Linked DNA regions of Danio rerio: region 1 is linked to region 2. Evidence: chromatin contacts called from public Hi-C data. All regions are on one chromosome and are shown on one strand. The core of a region is the stretch at or near the end of the contact, and the rest is flanking DNA. Distances in the headings are between cores, read along the strand shown.

Evidence for each region. A called contact is a pair of places that touch in the nucleus more often than the background predicts.
Region 1: a contact with region 2 is called in a Hi-C map of an unstated tissue, with 2.2 times the contacts expected there. The contact joins the promoter of nfil3-2 here to the enhancer-like site in region 2.

Annotation. Positions count from the first base shown.
Region 1 is chr3:12,730,454-12,733,358 of GRCz12tu, reverse strand. nfil3-2 (nuclear factor, interleukin 3 regulated, member 2) reads left to right here and starts at 1,603. Exons shown (of 1, transcript NM_001197065.1): 1 at 1,603-2,905. The coding sequence starts at 1,603.
Region 2 is chr3:12,616,862-12,619,561 of GRCz12tu, reverse strand. It overlaps LOC137490495 (a long non-coding RNA gene), which reads right to left. Exons shown (of 2, transcript XR_011010021.2): 1 at 1-2,700. Among named protein-coding and RNA genes, the nearest start is that of zgc:63569, 64 kb to the right of the region's middle. Within about 2 kb of position 1,346, at least 4 of the 62 cell types and tissues checked have an H3K27ac peak or open chromatin away from gene starts, as enhancers often do.

The sequences.
Region 1 (2,905 bases), core at 354-2,853, 110 kb before region 2:
CCCTTTTTTTCCAGAAAAGCCTGACCCATATTGCAAAGCTCCCAATCGCCAGATCATAAAACATGACTTGCCTTCTGCCTGACCTCGGTTTATCTGCCATTATGGTAATTCTTGTACAGAGGTTTTCGGGCTTGTTATTTATCAGCTAACGTATTTTTTCATATATATATATATATATATATATATATATATATATATATATATATATATATATATATATATATATATATATATATATATATATATATATTTCCTAGGAAGTCTTTTAATTAAGTGTCACTTAAGAAAGTGACAGTACTGCACATTGGAGCACCAGACCATTTGGATTGTGAAGCCAGGAGATGTGTTGTAACATTTGATGTTAATGTTGGAAAAGCTGAAACATCTTGCACTGTTTCCTTCAGAGCAGATGATGCAATACTGGATATGGTTTCAAAATGTTAAAGCAAATCATGTGTTCATTGGTAATGCTTAACAGATGTGAATTCATGTTTGCAGTCTTGATGGAAATCTGTGCAAAGGGTGACGCTGAACTTGTGTCAGAAAGAGGATACTAATCTTAAGTAATGTTCTTGGATCTCATTGAACAGAAATGTAGTTTGGGTAATCTCTGACTGCATTCTTAACCGTGTTCCTTTTGCATAATAGGAGTCCAATGTCTAGCCAGAGAGTAAAGGTTAAGGGTCGCAGACAGAAATCAATAGCAGGGGTTAGCAGGTCAGACAGTGGTTGCCAGGCAACAAAAAGAATTTCGTGGTTCTCAAGGTCGAGTAGATGCAGCAATAGAACATGACAAAGGACCGGCTAAACATTCCACTTCCAAATATTCTAATTACCCAGCCATACAGAGAGGTGTGGAAAGTTTCTGTAAAACTGGAATGGCAAATTAGAAGATTTTAAGGTGCCTAAAGGCAAAATATGAATTGATTTAGCTTTTGAGGAATAACAAATCTGTCTTTTCTCTTTCATGTGTGCAGCCTTTCATCGAACAGCCAGCTGGAGGCTTTGAGAGCAGAAGCACCCCTCCCCAAGAGGCTGACAAGCTGGGGCAGACCGAGTGACCTATATCCACCAACACGCCCAAGGCACTGGGACACATCTCTGTCGGCGTGATAGAGAGGTTACATAAAGGAATAAAAGTGAAGACAAAGAAAAGAGGTCAAAATCCTTTAAGCAAATCTGGTGATCATCTCTGTACTTGAGGACCTTGATCGCACCCCTTTTGTCTTGATAGACTGACCTACATTGTGCGCAAAATAGAGAGAAGATTTTACTTGAGGGATCCCTTGGATCTGTTAAATGCAGGGGATTCATATAGAGGTACACCTATTCTTGCTTTTCTTAGCCAACTTGGACACTTGATCATCTAAAGATACTTGTTTGAGATTCACATCAACAAAACCAATGAGGTTCAGCTTTCCAGAAGCTAAAACACCTCATCAAGTCTTTGCTGATCCAGCTACTTAGTTGAAGATATTCCAGTCTACAGTACATCAGGATATCCTGCAGACCTTTCTTCCCTTCACCTCATCCCTGTTTCTACATTCAATTGCATTTCCAATGACGAAGCAAGGATCTCAAACGGGCTCTTATTGAAACAAGATGGAAAGTTTGAACTTACAAATTTCAACAAATTCCAGTGAAAACTTAGAGAACACCGAAAGCTTTTCAGACTACAGTGATCTTCATTCGCCTCAAGACATCCCTCGGCAGAGCCGCCTTCTCAAACCAAAGCCAAACAACATGAGTTGTCGACGCAAGCGTGAGTTCATCTCAGATGAGAAAAAGGATGCATCCTACTGGGAAAAGCGCCGCAAGAACAATGAGGCAGCCAAGCGCTCTCGGGAGAAACGCCGCTTTAATGACATGATCCTAGAGAACAGAGTTCTTGCACTGAACGATGAGAATGTACGCCTGAAAACTGAACTTTTACAGCTTAAACTCAGGTTTGGGCTGATAAGTACAGCCTCCTATATGGAAAAGAGTCAGCAGATTGGTAGTGCTGTCAATAGATCTTCTGGCAGCAGCTCCTCATCTTCCTCTACCACCGGTCACTTCTACTCCAGTGGGTACTCCAGTGTTTCTCAAATGATGTTGAACTCTGATTCTTCTGAAGCCGAGCATTCTTGTCGAGGGGACGGCAATGTGAAAATGGCGAAGTACTCACCACGAGGTTCCCTCTCTGATATGTCTGACGGCTCCTCTCGGGATAGCCCAGAGCCACTGCCGTATGACATCAAGCAGGAAGGGATGGGTCTAGAGATGGACATAGTCAGTAACACCACATCACAAATGATGTTCAACCTTCATTCAAGACTGCCTGCTGTACTTCGAACCATCGAACCAGGTTATTCAACCAACCAACAGAAGCAACTCCACCAGGAGACTGCTGCAAGTCCAGCCAACCCTCAATCTGCTCAAAGAAGTGTCATCTCATACCGTTCTAGCATTGCCTCATATCCGGTGGAAAGTCAGGACATTATTCCACAAGAACAGCAGAACTTCACTCAGGCTACAGAGGAACAGAGCAGAAGCCTGGTTTCCAAACAGCTAGAGAGAAGACCATTTGACTCTCCATCTTACGAATGCCCAGATGACGAGGCAGCCGAAAGGCAGGCTTACATTGTTCAGAGACAAACTTCCAGGATCAATGCTGCTCCAGATCTTCAAATAAGACCAGGGGAGGCAGATGAAACACAAGAGTATCACTGTCCAACCAGCACCAGGGAGAACGATGAGCCTCCAGTGCTGACCTATGAAGGAGGTCTGAGTCAAGAAGAGTATTTTGAGGCTCACTCAGGAAAGGACAGCTCCTCAACAGATGGGGATCCCAGGAGCTCTGATAAGGAGGGCTCCACCGATGACGAGTCACCCTCATCTTCTTGCTCCGACACAGGCAGCTATC
Region 2 (2,700 bases), core at 97-2,596:
CTCTGATTTCTTTTTGGATAGATTCTTTCTTAAGAATACTGAAGTCAAGCTCTTTCTTTCCAAAATTTACTCCACTATAAACCAGTAAATCTGGTTTCATTGCAGAAGACAGGGAGTAAGAACTTAAAATGCGACAATGTGTGATATTATCAGACTACCCTTGAATATTTCAGTCTGCAACAGATTTAAAGAAATGCAATTTAATATTGCACAGAGCTTACATATCACCAAATAAATATAGTAAAATAAATCACACTACCACCTCAATGTCCAGATTAAAAAATATAATGAAATGTCTTTAAACCTCTACTAATGTTGGGCAGGAAATTAATTATGAATAAATGATTCGAGACAACCTTTTCTTGTCAAGAACTGGATAATTCTGATTAACGAAATCATAATTATGGAAAAGTTTAAACATACTGTATATTGAAAGAAAAATCCAAATAATTTCAGAAGCTTTTGGAAATTCCTTTGACTTATCATGGCATTGATTATGTCTATTATCCGTTACCGTGCACACTATGATATTGTTTTACTGTTTTGAATTAAACCACAGATTTTTTATTTAATTTGTACTATACATTTTTTCCTTCGTTCTTTTTTTTACTTAAAAATACCACATTCTGTGTGTGTTCTACTCATTGCTGTGTATAAAACTCATTCTGAAAAATTAAATAAAAAAACTGGTAAAAACTACTAAGTTAACTGATCAATTTGAGATGTTTTCCTGAAATGGGTTGCAGCCGGAAAGGCATCCACTGCGTAAAACATTTGCTGAATAAGTTAGCGGTTCATTCCGCTGTGGCGACCCCAGATTAGAAAGGGACTAAGCTGAAAAGAAAATGAATGAATGGATCAATCTTGAGTTGGGACAACACAAAGCAATTGTGTGGAAGCCAGCCTTTTTACAGTGTACATAAAGATGCATAGGCTATTTATGCTTTATGGTATAGGCTGGTGGTGGATAAGAAGATTCCCCTCAATGTGTAAAGCGCTTTAAGTTTCCAGAAAAGCTATATATATATAAGGAATTATTATTATTATAATGACATTTATATAACAGTATAAAGTGTCTTTAATCATTTAGGGCTGCATTATAAGCATGAGAATTTGTCTTTATTTACCAAATATAAAAACAGGAAGGATAGCCAGCAGCTACTGATCCACAATGTCCTCTTGCGCATTTCCTAATACACTTTGATTCGTACTCCGTGTGCCACCCGTATTATGAAGGCTCAGGCAGTCCGTCTTGTTTCTGAATTATTGCTGCCCTCGCCATAAACTACAAGGCTGGAGATCAGAATCAAGCGCCTGAGGGAAGGGCTTTTCTGGTTGGTGCACAACGGAGGCCAAGAGCTCAGTGTCCTGCGGGATTGGTGTGACGCGAGTACTGTCGTCACTTATGATCATCTGATGGTTTCTTGCCAAATTATATTTTACACCCTGGCAGAGCCGTGCGCGCTTTATTAACCGCTTCAGACCTTGCATCCATTTCAGCAGATTTGTCAGCTTGTCTTTACCCAATTTAAAGTTGTAGTCCATAAGATTGGACATTTCTCATCCAATTGAATGGCAGTTAGCCTCTGCATGTTGTAATAATACATTGCACTTAAGACAAGAATGGCCCCAGCAAACAATTATGTGCCTAAAAGTAGACAGCTTGGCTAAAACAAGCCTAAACTTGGGCTGTCAGTAAAAATCTAATCTTAAATCCAAGAATAGCCCAAAATTAGACATATGACTTCATATGTGTAGTCATTCATTCCTGTTTATTTGACTAGTAGTCTAGTTTTGGGCTATTCTTAGACGTCTATTAAATTTTCACTGGCAGCCTAAATTTAGCCTTGTTTTAGCCAAGACGACTATGTTTAGACGTCTATTAGACATCAGTTAAAAACAAAAAAAAAAATGCTTACTGGTAACTTCAAGAGCTCACACTTAGCTCATGATTTATACATGGCTTGTTTGGCGTGCTGTCCCAGGAGAGAGCCATGAGCTCAAGGGATCCTCTGGCCCAGGGCTCCCCCCTTTCGCAGGGCGAGGGGAGATTGAGCTCAGGTCAATCTCAAACTCCCCTGCTGCGGAGGCCAAGGTGAATTAATTGGTGATTAAGGCTTATTTTATCTATAATATAGAGCACATTTGGTGGGAGGAAACCGGGGGAAACCCACGCGGACACGGTGAGAACATGCAAACTCCGCACAGAAATACCACATGGCCAGGCGAGGACCCAACGTCATTGGCATTCTTGCTGTGAGGCAACAGTACTAGTCACTGAGCCACCGTGCCGCCCATTCTAGATAAAGGTAGAAAAAGGGGAGGAGGGGAGTTTCCGCCGGACGAAGATAGTTGTAGAAAGCAAATGAGGATATGTGTAGTGACTTGGGATCCTTTGATTGGAGGATCATGATTAGCTAATGCGGGCCAGTTGGGTCAATCATGAGCACGTGCTTCTCTCGAAATTAATTTAAAATTAAACTTCACTTTGTGTTTAATAGACGTCTAATAGACATCTAAACGTAGACAGCTTGGCTAAAACAAGGCTAAACTTGGGCTGTCAGTGAAAATCTAATAGACGTCTAAGAATAGCCCAAAACTAGACTAGTCGTCACAGACAGAGACTTCATATGTGTAGTCATTCATTCCTGTTTATTTGACTACTACACTGAAAAAAATTATTCAGAGATGACTCCTTGG